3 separate regions of the Mus musculus genome follow, and regions 1 and 3 are each linked to region 2. A link is a contact called in public Hi-C data. All regions are on one chromosome and are shown on one strand. Each heading gives the region's core, a stretch centred on a gene start, on an enhancer-like site or on the middle of the called end of the contact. The rest is flanking DNA. Distances are from core to core; before and after follow the strand shown.

Region 1 (4,245 bases), core at 829-3,328, 280 kb before region 2:
ACTGAGTCAGGACAATAAATTTGAGTTATTCCATGTTGAGTTTCCCATGATCATGCCATACTCATGAGAAAGAAGTGGCTACCACAGACTTGTCCACATGGAAATCTAAGAAACAGCTTGTCATTCGATGAATACTTCCTGGGCATCTACTATATCCATAGTTCCACTCTGGGGCACTAAAAGATGCAAAGAGCTGGAGCGATGGCTCAGTAAGTAAAAGCACTTGCTGTACAAGCATGAAGATCAGAGTTCAAACCCCAGCACCCACATAAAAGCCGGAAGGCATGGTCACACATGCACCCGGAACCCTTGTGTTGCAGGGGACAGAGACAGGAGAACTGCCGGGCTTGCTGGCTGCCAGCCTAGCTCCAGGTTCTACTTAGAGAACCCTTTTCAAGGGATTAAGGTAGAGAGTGATAGAGCAGGACACATGTCTGCACACAACACAATAGATGTACAGACATAAAAAAAACTATAGCTCAGTAGCCTATACTAGAGCAAGCAGAATACAAGATACCCAAAATTCACCAAGCAAAAAGTCCTAGTCAAATGCCGGAGAGGGCAAGAAAAATGAAGAACAGAAAAGGTTCATAGGGCTCTTAGGAAGACTGACTCTTTACCTGGACAGCCCAACTTTACCACCTCTTGTAGTGGCAGCTACCTCCAACTCCAGGCATGCAAGCATGTTATTCACATTTCCAGCAACAGTCTTGGGTGCTGTGGTCTTATAAGGAGAGGGCCCAACATTCCATATGCCCCAGGACAGCAAAGCTCTGGTTCTAAGTAAGTAACCATAACCCTATCTCCCAACCTGTTGAGCTTCAACTTTACTCCCCATAAAATAAAGACAAAGATTCCACACACCCCAACGGGCTCTTTTAAGGATTAAGCGAAGCAATGTGAACAGATTTCGTAAACGTCGGAGAGCTGAACAAAGTATTTGTTGTCGTAATGGTGTCCCAACTTGAGGTTAAACCAGGGTTCAGCTCTGCCTGGGTTATGTTTGATGAGGTGGTATGTGGCTTCTGGGAGTCATTTCCAGGGAGGATGGAGAAATGGTTTGCTCACATGATGCGGAAAGAGGAAAGTCCCAGAAGCAGCAAGAAGGAGGTCTCAGATGTCTGTTCCCAGACCATTTGCACAGTTATGCGGAGCTAAGGAATTGCTTTTAGAAAAGAGTCTCTCCAGTGCTGCTTGCCCAGAGTCACACTAGCAGGCAGACGGAGGAATGAGGGATAATGTCTCGGCACAATATAAACTCCAAACCAGAGGAACTGGAGAAAGAGTTCCTCCTGGGGAAAAGGATTATATGTTCTCTACATATGTCCGCATATGTAGCAGAGGATGGCCTTGTTGGTCATCAATGGGAGGAGAGGCCCTTGGTCCTGTGAAGGCTCTATGCCCCACTGTAGGGGAATGCCAGGGCCAGGAAGTGGGAGTGGGTGGGTTGGTGAGCAGGGGGATAAAGGGGGTAGGGGGCTTTGGGAGGGGAAACCAGGAAATGGAATAACATTTGATCTGCAATGTTCAGGTATCGTGTAAGATATATTCTGCCTTTCACCCTCCAGCTATGGGGGTGACATCACCCATGTGGAGGAAGGGAGAGATGATCAAGGCAATGTCTGTGTGTGATTGGGGAACACTCTCCTAGGGATGAATTCATGATTGGTCATCTCCTTGAAGGTGACCCGGACAGCGACACCCTGAAGTGGGTAGACCCTGGAGAAGCTCGAGTCACGTTGATGTTACAGTGAACGAGTGGTAGATGCCGTGTGAGTTCAGACACCATTACCTGCACATTACTATTACAATAGATGAGTGCAGACCCCGTGTGATTCAAACACCATTAGCTGCTCTCTTCCAATCACATCAACTGTTCTGTGTTTTAGGAGTCTGAGGAAGCAGATGTGTTATCAGCAAGGCTAGAAGCCCCTGCTTTTTACCAAGATCATTCAAAAGTGAACCAAGGCTCTGGAAAGCACCTGGCATTGGAATTTGCTGCCAATCAGTTCAGCTCTGATTAGCTGCAGTGGCCAGGAAACACCTCCTCTCTTGGAACTCAACTCGGTGTTTTCCAAGCCTGGGAGTGAAGGGAAGGCCAAGAGGAAGGGTGTAGAAAATTGTGACATACAAGTTACACTGTACAGTGAGAAAATAGGGGTGAGCGAAGACTATACAACAGGAACGAGTAAATCGCTCCATTAATTAAAAATGTGGGTGGGAGTGTGCCAGAGAGCAAAGCACCCCACCCCCCTCCTGTGGAGCTATGACAGAAGGCCTGGCATAAAGGAGAGGCTGGGGACTTTGGACTCTCTCTTTTCCTGCAGCCCACTCCCTTTAAGCCTGGAATTCTGTCTGGCCCGAGCATCTTGAGAAGAGCATCAGACATGCCCCTCATGAGATCCACCACCAGACTCCTACATTCACACAAGGAACAAGAGTAAACAGTTGGTGGAGGCCTGCCAACACAGCTCTCTGGCGCTATAGTACTTCCTGAGGCCGAAGGCTGGCTCTTGCCAGACAAGGTGGAGCCCAGTAAACAACAGGGGTCTCCTTAGCAATTTGGAAAGTCTGCATACAAGCTAGCTCACAGGCTATTCTGAATCATCCTGCAGTGTCCTGAGCCCCAGTGGATGCCCAAGCCCAGCCCTGTCCAGCAAATCCTGTCTCCAGCTGAGTCTGAGGCCCACTCGTCCCACTCGTTTCCAAGAAAAGAGAAGTGGCCCATGATAGGTTGGATAGGAGGGCAGTGGACTCATGGATCCCAAAACGGGTAGCGAGTGGGCCGCTGGTGGGGGAGGGGACATGAGTGTGTGGGGACTGGCTTTTCTTAAAATGGAGTTGTCCTTGCACGGCTTCAAGGAGTAAGTAGCTCCCCAAGTGGGAAAGGAAGAAGAGAGGAACACCTGACTTTTGTCAGAGCTTGGAGTATCCAAAGCAGGGTATTGAGGGCACTTCATGGAGGGAGAACAACAGAAAGTCCAAAGTCTCAGAAGTGTGGAAGTGTTTGATCTGTTTCAAAGGCGAGTTCTGTATAAATAATGTGCTGTGCTCGGTGGGAGTTGTCAAACAGCAAGTCCTGGAAGGGAAATAAGAACTGAAAGGGCCTCAAAAATGTTATATATATATGTTTACGCAGAGTCGGTTTGTTATTATTGGCTGTGGTGGTGAAGAGCCTGCGGAGTTTCAGTTTTATTCTTTTCATGTTATATTTTCTCCCCACCCCCCAAACAGAAAGGAAAGAGGGCTGTGGGTGGGTCTAAACACAGCTTAGGAAGAGCACCCTTGAGGACCTGGGGAGGAGGCTCTCTGGGCAAGGTGCTTGCCACACAAGCATGAGTACGGATTCCCTGCAACCACAACCATATAACAAGTGAGGCAGAGCAGCGCACATCTATGCACTCAGAGCATGGTGGGGGCAGGAGACTACTCAATGCTAAGGGGTTTCAGGTTAGCCAGTCTAACCAGTCAATGAGTTCACTGAGAGACCCTGTCTTAAAAATAAAGAAAAACAAATGAATGAATAAATGAGGTGCTCAGGAATAGGGAAAGAGATTCAAAGGGCGAAGACACAACCTTTGATCAAAGGGCAAAGACACAGCCTTTGATCTTGACATGTACACCCATGGGCAGGCACATCTGCATACACACACGTCTAAACACACACGCGCACGCACGCGCACACACACACACACACACACACTCAGGCTCGCACGCAGGCGTATGCATGTGATTCTGTGCAAGCATTGTGACCCACTCTGCAGAGGTATGAGGTAACCAGATGTTAGTCATCATGTGCTTAGTTAGGTAGGAGACTCTAGGCGACTCACGTGCTTCAGGTTTCCCACGCCACCACCTACAGATGTGGGTCAAGCTTGTGGGATTAGCACTCTCAGGGCATGAGATGGGAAGCTGCCAATATCAAGCAAAGAGGCACTGCAGTCAATGTGAGCACATTTCTCTGTCCACTCGGAGCCTCCAAAATTTGACAGTGGGCACTAAACAGCCTGGCTGTGCCCCAAGCACTAACACAAGAGGGGAAAGGACAGGTGGTGAAGTGCTCACAAAGGCTGGGGTGGCAGGGACTGGGTGTGTTTGCTCCCACAATGAATGAGTTTTTATTACTAGAAAATTAAATCCTACTGAGCAAATGCCAGGAAAATGATTAGGGGCTCAGTTTAGATGGAGAGGCCTGGCTGGGCACTACTGAACAGGGAGCTAACCATCGTGGGCCCCACTCTCTGT
Region 2 (4,250 bases), core at 1,317-3,816:
CCTCTAAGCGTTCACGTTTCTTTCCTGTTTGCATACAGCTGGAAGTCTTAATGAAGTCCCACGGGCCAGCAGCAAGATAGTAAAGTAACACAGGCCTGTCAGATGCTCTCTGTTGCCTGGTGCTTGTATTCGTGGTGGGCACATGTACGCTCACATTTGAGTCCTCATATCAAACATTCCAAGTCTTAGCCTAGCAAACAGCAGGTAAAGGGTGTTGTCCTGGGGTGAGTGGTGGATCCAGGGCTTATCTTTCTTGCCACAGAGCTTTGGAACCTGTCCTTTGGAGCTCTGCCAGGTCAGGCTCATTTGCTGGGCTCTCCAGCACGGACAGATTTCCCATTCTTCTCCAAATTAAGGCTCATTCTGACCCTTTTTATCCTATTTATAAAGGACAAGACTCCAAAACAGACATAAGAAGAAATGTGGACAAAATAGTTGTTAATTCAAAGACCCAACCAGAGCTCCAGAGAAGACGGACTCTTTATATGTGTAATGAAAAATTCCAAAGGAACAGCAGCCAAAGACAAGAAAGTTCTCCCCCCACCCACCACCACCACCACCACCACATTGTCCAAAGGCGCACAAAGTTAATTAAGAACTTATCCTCCAAGTGAGGCTATGCTTCTTGTGAACTCTATGACCTTGGCCGCTGGGCTCTGTTTTCTGACATATGTGGTAGGATAATAGTGTCTTCAGAGAGCCTTGTGAGTATTAACTACAATATTGCTCGTAAATTACCTAAGATCATGCACAGTCCGTATGAGCAATAGGCATGCACAAGAAGCATGAACTCTTGGCCTTGGCCTTGAAGAGTTAAATATTTATTCTACTAATGTGGATAAGGAATTGGAGTTGCCAAGATGACCTTGCTCCCAGTATCCTTTTCCTCAGTCTTTGAGGGTAATGATCACCTGACTTCTTAAACAAAACAAAACAAAAACCACTACAGTCACCCCATACAAGCCTGATCTGTACGTAAATTGTGACCCTGTGACTCAGTTCTAGTGGAACTGTATCAGTGACAAGTGACTGCTAGGAAATGCCTTTCAAGAGCCATTGACTTCTGCTTTCCAGACGGTTGGGATTCAAATATGGTGGCTAGAAGGCCTACAGCCTTCCTGGGTAGTGACATAACCTTGAAACTAGACTGCATACAAGATGAAGCAGTGTGAAAGTGAGGCACCTGGGTGCTGGCTTACAATGTCAACTGCGGTCTGCTGACCTCTGTCTATGGAAACCAACTATTATTTGGGGAGTTTCCATTGTGGATGAACCCAGCGCTCACCCATCTCCCAAATATAACTTAATATTAAGGTGACTTAGCAGTATGAATGCTGATTATATAGTTCATTCAATAACAGAGCACAGGTGCAGTGGACTAAATCTGACAAGCCTGGAGTTTAATGGTGATAATGCATTTGCTTCCATGGGCCCATAAAGCCAGGTCACAATGGACAAATGAGGCGGGTGTGCCCTGGGGACCTTCTGAATGGCATCAGTCTTATTAAGAAAATGGCGGAGTTCCTATCACAGAGTAGGGACTCTCGGTTGTGCGTCCCCAGCACTCCCTATGCCTTCCCATTACGCATCTGAATTCAAGGCGCACTCTGTGTGAGCTGATGGTGGGTGTTCGAGCTTGGGCGATTCTTCGGCTCTATTATCAGCACGGCAGACAGCAGGAGGAGGGAGATGAGTCTGCATTACTTTTTGTAGGTCAGCCTGTACCTGAACATAAACAAATGGAACACTTTCAGAGAACGCCTGGAAAAGATATCTGCTTGAAAAAGAGACAGGCTAGTTATTCATATCTCATGGGATGATGTAGGAAAATAAGCCGTTTCTATAATCTCATCCCAGACCCCTGAAAGAGCCTAGTGATTACAAAGACATATTTCTGTTCCATCTGCCAATTAACATGTTAGTCATGCGTTTCTATCCGGCTGCTGTAGTGACTGCTAATTGTCTTACCCAGTGTGGATGATACCGGCCTTCCTCATGGATAGAACCCAGATGCCACGTCGATGGGCCAAGTGCAACACCTTATCATAGTTCCCAGAGGCTTGCAGTGGCCCTCTGACTAGTGAGATGCAAGCTGCGGTATTACGATATTCCCAGTTCTGCCCACCTGACATAGCTGCTTCCTGTCTTGATTTCCTGGTTTTTTGTTTGTTTGTTTTTGTTTTGTTTTGTTGCAGTTGTTGTTGTTTTTTGGTTTTTGGCTACCAGAGGGACAACTGTAATGGCTGTAATCTCCCAAGCCTACGTGACACCCAGACACTGACAACGACAGTACTGGAAGATGGAGCATCTTCGAAGAGTTCCCCAGATCTGGCCTTGCTGACTTTGGGCTGGCTCCAGGAGAACTGATCCCTTTTCTCTTTTGTTTTGTTTTGCACAGTTGACACCATGTCCTAACTTAGGCGCTGTGCTCGGTCTCGAGGGGCAGAAGGCTTTCCTGTCGGATACTCAGGCATTTCCCATTTATCAAACAGGATGTGAGGAAAACTCAGAACTGAAGCAGGCCCGAGACTGACTTAATTCTGGGGAGGAAGTGAAGGCCCAGGCTCTGGAGAGAGCTGCAGAAGCTGGTGACACTGGCTGCAGCTGGGACATTACAGTATTGAACGCATAGTGTAAGGTCGCTTCAGGGACCACAAACTCCATTCTAGTGTAAGACATTTTCTAATGGTCAGGAAAATGTTAAAATGTAGAGAGCACCTTCTTGGAGACAGGGGGTAGGAAGAATAGGAAGAGGAACTGTGGGAGGGGAGACCAGAAGGGGACAATGGCTGGATTATAAAGAAATAAAATAATAAGAAGAAGAAAAAAATGAAGGTGGACTCAGGGCATGCTGAGTTCGTTCACTGAGCAGTGGTTTCTGCCCATGGGTGGCATTCAGATGCATGCCTTTCATTAAAGTCTCTTACTCTGTGCTCTCTGTCATCCTCCCTGGATAGCCACAGAATGGAAACTTTAAATTTCCCATGGAATTTTTGTTTGTATTTCATTTGTAGCAATGTAACTTACCTCCCTCTCCCTCTCCCTCTCCCTCTCCCTTCCCCTCTCCCTCCCCCCTCCCCCCAGTCTGTGGATGTGGATGTGCCAGAAGTCAACTTCAGATGTGATACCTCAGAATGCTTTCCATCTGTGTTTTGAGACAGACTCTCACTGGCCTGGAACTGATCAACTGAACCTAGGATCAGACAGGCCAGAGATTCCTAGTGATCATAGGCAGATCTGCCTCCCAGTGCACCGACAACCACACCCTTCTCTCTGACTCGGTCTCTCCCACTTCCGGTTGTGTCTTATTTAGGTTTACCATTGCTATGATGAAACACCATGACCAAAAGCGAGTTGAGGACAAAAGGGATAATTTGGTTATGTTCCCACCTCCATAGTCTAAGCCATCGCCCCCTGTGGTTCTGGGGGTTCAACTCAGAACCCCATACTTATGCAACAAGCATCTCCCCAGCTCACCCCAGCTCATTTTAGACTATCAGAGTTGTTATTTAACTTGGATTTATCATGTTAATGTGGCAGTAAAACACAGCAACATTTTGATTTTCAGATACTAATGGGTATATTTCTTTTAATCTGTGTTTAAAGCCATAGTAATAAGATCCATTCCCAACTACACTGTTACTTTTATGTCCAGTAAACTAGCCATTAAGACCATTTTTGGCAGCAATTTCTGTAAATACATGAATATTCTTTGTGGAAAAGGGGTCTTTTTCTTTCCTTGGTGGAGACCAGGCTCTTTGATGGGTAGATTTGAGAAAAGCTGAGTCTTTATTGGATCTAATGAATGATCCCTTGATGAAGTCTAAATTCACAGGATGAGCTTCATGACTTTGTAGAAGTGCCCCATAGGAACTGGCAACTGGTAAGGGCTCAACAGATGCTTGGTGAATGGATAAAAGAACAAACAAGTCCCCTGGTAGCCCAACTGACTCATGAGTTGAGACTACAAGACAACAATGTTCAGTATATACAAGGAGCAAATCAGTACTTATAAGCCCACACCATAACAGGGAATGCAGGGAGCATAAAGGTGATGCATATAATGGAAATTGCTGAGGCCCCCTCTAGACCTGCTGAGTCAGAACCTCTGCAACTAGAGGCACAAGAATCTACATTTTAACGGCCTCTGCTGCAGGCACACCAGAGGTGTGCACGCACAGTAAACTTTGAGAACTCTGGGCATCCATGCTGGCTGTTCAGCTGAAGCCTCCACACTCAATGTGACCTTA
Region 3 (4,342 bases), core at 115-2,614, 370 kb before region 2:
AAAATAAAAGGTGTGTGCCTGTGAATCTGTCCTTTCTTTGGGGGGAATGAACTACATACTTTGCCTCAATGTAATGTCCCGAAAAGTTGTCATCTTTCAAAAAAACCTAGCAGACCTCAAAATGTCCACTCACACAACACAGGCCTCACTTTGAAGGTAATTAATTCAGCTTAGCACTGTTCCCTGGAGGTCTTGTGGGACAGAGGGGCAACATGACACAACGGGCTGAAAATTGTAGAGTTGCTCACCTCCAATGCTAAAAAGCCCAGGGACCATCAGATGAACTACCAAGTTCTACTGTTAACGATGCTTAACCCAGAGATGTAAGGGCGCAGCATAGTCCTTTCACCTTACCTAGAGACAAAGCCCGGTCAAACAGGTATTCTGTTTGCACCTGTTGGGGAGCATTGTCCAACTTCAGAGACCACAGGTCGGTCGGTAGGTAGGGGCTTGAACTCCTGCAGGAAAGGGTATTTTTGAAAATCAGTTTCTCCTTGACCCTCCCAGATTTTTGGGATGCCAGGAAAGAGGGCACTTTCTAGAACAGAAGGACCACCACAGACTCCTATCGTCGAGGCTGGTGTGGATGAGAGCCTCAGACCTCTCCAGATGCCTATGAGTGTTTCCATTATGATGGTTCCTGAGGCCGAGGACATGCCCCTCCTAGCGCCCGCCCCGCCCGCGCGATGCCCGGCAGTAACCCCGAGGCGCACGGCAGCCTAGACGCCTTCAACTAGCGCGATTCCTCTGGTTGCAACCTAGTTGTTAGATCCGGCTCCTCCCGGGCAGAAACTGGAGTGTTGTTTGCACCCACGTAGCTTCTCGCTCGAATGTGCTCCTCTCTAGCTCCGGAGTCAGCCTTGCTCTTTTCCAGGGGCAGTGATCAGGGCGGGGTTGGGGGCGAGGAGATGGGCAGCCCCAAGCTGTGGGAGAGAGGGGAGCGGAAAGTCCAGAAATGGGGGAAGGGAAGGATGGGGCGCCTGGGGGTGTTAGCGGTAGGTGACAACTTTGGGAAGAGGTCCAGGTTACCCTCTCCGGCCTGGGACCGTGCCCACACAGAAATCAAAGCACGTCCGCAAGGCCCACAGCCTTTATTTCCGAGAGTAGCAGAAACCACCACCAAAAAAGAAAGAAAAAAGAAACAACGTTAGGGATGCTTAGCTGCAGCCGGCAGCCAGCTCTGCGCAGGCGCGCAGAGATCCAAGTCTGACCTGGAGTTACCCCGCTAGGCTGCCGCTGCAGAAGTAGGTGAAAGGTAACTAGCAGGCACCGCTGGGCCAAGGCCCAGGCAGGCCTGCTGCAGGACCTGTCCTGTGCCCTTCCAGACGCAGCAAGTTTCTTTAAGCAAGCACTTACTTCTGTGGATGATGCCTGAGCTAAAGTAATGTAAGGATGCCCGAATGGAGGAGATTTGGAGAACTTGGCAACTGGCACTCTGTAAACAAATGAGGACCTGGAATTGTGCAAGGGGTGGAGAAAAACAGTTATGGCATACTATTTAATATGGCTACTATGATGTGGAAAGCGTCACTTGCGTTTTTTAAATTTAGAGATCTGTTGAAGTAATGAGAAAGGAAACTGAGACCCAGGGAGTTCCAGAAACCTGCTCCAGAGTAAATAACAGGTAAATAGAGTGCGTTTTGGCAAGACCTCCGATAAGAAGTTACTCTATCCTTTCTGATGAAGGTACCTGCTACCCTTTGGGTTCTTCGTTCATTGAGGGCAGAAATACTGCTCACACTTGATAAATTTGCTGTTTATTGGAGTGAGCTCATAAAAGAACAGCTAGAGTTTTTTTCAACCCCAGGCGTCTCAAAGAGAAGCTGTCACTGTGTCTGGCAGGCTGAAGTGACTGCTTGTTTGTGACGTTCCCCAACACGAGGGCTTTTATATCCATTCAGCAGCCCTAACTGGCACCCAGTCTGGAATGTGTCCATCGCTGAAAACAGGTGGTAAGCACCGAAGGCGGAGAATGCCTTGCTTCCCCTGGAAATCCTGTACTGAGTCTGGCACAGTCTGCTCAAACTGCTGTGCCACAATACCAGTAAATTTCCCACTGATAAGCCAAGATCAAAGGACTGGCTGGCCCACAGACTGGCATCTCACCTTCTGCTCAGAGAGCAATGAGAGAGAAAAAGAGGAGAGGGAGCCGGGAGAGTATACGAACAGTGGCTTTTCTTGTAAGGTCAGAGCAGTTATAGACATCTGGGAGTCTCCCCATCTTTGGGCTTGGTGGAAGCCATTAGCATCCTTCCCATTACAGTTGCCTATGTAGCTAGAAGCATATCAGACAGGAGGGGAGGGCAGGGACCTGATCCCACTCTTATTACTTCTGTCTATCCCTTAATTCTGGGCTATTCCTCAGAATTGCAAAGAGCTGGAGAGAGCAGCAGGTGTCCTCCCTTCCTGAAGGAGCCTTGGAGACAGAGGAAAGGAAATAGAAGTGGGCCAGCCTCCTCCCACTCCCATCTCTTTCCAAGAATCTGCTCCCTTGAGTGTCTCAGGGAGTTGGAATGTCACCGCCTCATGGGCCCTCCACTGAGTTGCTGCTCAGGCTGATTAAAACAAAGGCTGCAATTGGGCTACCCTTGCCCGAAAGTAACCCTGTCTGCATGCCTTGCTGAGGTGACCAGGGGAGACGTGGAGGCTGTTGGATGCCTCTGTTGCCATTGGCAAGAAGATGGCTGCCTGGAACTTGAATCATTACCCTGTTGAGAGTCCCACATGCTGAGAGCTTTGAACATACTTGAACCCTGAGCTGGATGGTTATAATTGAATTCTCCTGTGACCCTCTCGAGTCTTGTGCAATAATTGATCGCTGGTTTTCGGAGGATAAAACTGAGGCTCTAAGAAAGTGATTCCCCACCTCCTACAACAAGTGAAAAGCCGAAACTCAGCGCCTCCCATGGCTCTGGGTCTTCAGATCCAACACTTGCTGGGGGTTAGTAGAGGTGGCTTGGAAAACCATCTGTAGATTTTCTCCTTTGTTATCACAGGAAATTTTAAATGAGAAGGTCCAGCAAGTGATGCCCTCCTTCCAGATGAATGACTTTCATCAGGGATGCACATAGAAGAGGGCAGAGAGTGAAGTTGGTTGCAGTGCCTGCAACTGTGCTTGGCACATAGTATGTGCTCATTAAAACATTTCCTAAGTGATTGACTAAAGGAGAGGAATAGATGGAAGTAGGAGTAGAGGCATTTCAGTCTGTCTGATATACCAATGTATCTGTTAGCGAAAGGTTTACTGGCCTTAGAACACCATTGGTAAATATACTGAGAACGGATGAAGCAAAGCCCTGGTCTACATCTCTTTCTGGTTCATTTGCTCTCACTGAGCCTCTTGTGATTTTTGCTGCTGTTTTTTCACTGGGAAGGACCTTTCACTTCATTCTTTCAGAAGCCACTACTTTTTGAAGAGGAGGAGGAGGAAAAGGAGGAGAGAGGAAGAAGGGGGAAGAGGAGGAGGGGGAGGGGGAAGAGGAAGAAAGAGGGAGAAGAGGAGGAGATATATGTATTTCAGGCTGGCCTTGAACTCCTCATCCTCCTATCTCCACTAAGAACTCAGGTCCAGCCTGTGCCACCATACACAGCTACAAGCTAATTAATAGTCTCTATGAGGTTTTAGATAAGGCCTTTCTTCCAAAGAGGAGCAAACAGAAGATTTGGAATCAAAGGTTGGCGGTGGAGACTATTCTTCTTAGGAATCATCTTTCAGCACACAATTGAATCTCTGTGATTCTGTTTCCTTGTATATAAAATGGGTAAAAAAAAAGAATTACTTTGTAAAGGTAGGCAGTTTTAAGGATGTCAGGGGAACTGTGGAGGGAGGCATTTCCAGGCAGTGTGGTGGATAGTGTGGAGAGATGCATGGCCTGGGAGCAGGATACAAACTGCAAGCACCTCCTGAATCGTGGGTCTGGGCTTTGGCTTGGCGTTTATACCTTTTGGCAAACAAACAGAGTAGAATCCCTCTTTGGCCAACCCAAACATTTTCTTTGCTTACCCAGACACTTGGGGAAAGGGTAACAACTAGGAGAATGCTAGGTCATCTTAATGCAAAGTGAGAGGCAAGGCCCAGGGCTTGATTGTTTACCAGCTGTGTGCGTGTGTGGCTCATCAACTCCTCCTCCGAAAAATAAGGACTGTCCACCTTCTTCTCAGCATCTTGTGGGGGCCAAACCCAATGAGGGTAAAGACACCAGCATAGCTCCAGAGAGACAGTGTCCTCCTCCCCATTCCCAATAGGTGCCATTGCCAAGTCAGAAGGCAAAGTTCAACTGGACTGGTTCATTCATTCCCAGTTAGCCCCACAGCCTGTTAGAAAATTATAGCCCCGAGTAGA

Evidence for each region. Hi-C and Micro-C count contacts between places; a contact is called where the count stands out from the background.
Region 1: a contact with region 2 is called in a Hi-C map of liver, with 2.5 times the contacts expected there. The contact joins two enhancer-like sites. A contact is called at or near these places in 2 of 484 Hi-C or Micro-C datasets (both in liver) and 1 of 9 other capture datasets (adipose tissue).
Region 3: a contact with region 2 is called in a Hi-C map of liver, with 2.5 times the contacts expected there. The contact joins the promoter of Lexis1 here to the enhancer-like site in region 2. A contact is called at or near these places in 1 of 15 datasets of contacts at CTCF or cohesin (pro-B cells), 5 of 484 Hi-C or Micro-C datasets (the N1E-115 cell line, embryonic stem cells, liver and 1 more), 6 of 115 datasets of contacts at active chromatin or transcription factors (the NIH/3T3 cell line, differentiating embryonic stem cells, embryonic limb bud and 2 more) and 1 of 9 other capture datasets (pancreatic islet).

Annotation. Positions count from the first base shown.
Region 1 is chr4:53,313,278-53,317,522 of GRCm38.p6, forward strand. The region is part of intron 2 of Gm52737 (a long non-coding RNA gene); the gene reads right to left. Among named protein-coding and RNA genes, the nearest start is that of Gm52737, 12 kb to the right of the region's middle. Within about 2 kb of position 2,079, at least 50 of the 459 cell types and tissues checked have an H3K27ac peak or open chromatin away from gene starts, as enhancers often do. A contact at or near this core is called in adipose tissue and liver, where this site is marked.
Region 2 is chr4:53,590,110-53,594,359 of GRCm38.p6, forward strand. It overlaps a transcript of Slc44a1 not described here. Among named protein-coding and RNA genes, the nearest start is that of Fsd1l, 39 kb to the right of the region's middle. Within about 2 kb of position 2,567, at least 29 of the 459 cell types and tissues checked have an H3K27ac peak or open chromatin away from gene starts, as enhancers often do. A contact at or near this core is called in the N1E-115 cell line, adipose tissue and liver, where this site is marked.
Region 3 is chr4:53,216,997-53,221,338 of GRCm38.p6, forward strand. Lexis1 (a long non-coding RNA gene) reads right to left here and starts at 1,365. Exons shown (of 8, transcript XR_390567.4): 1 at 355-1,365.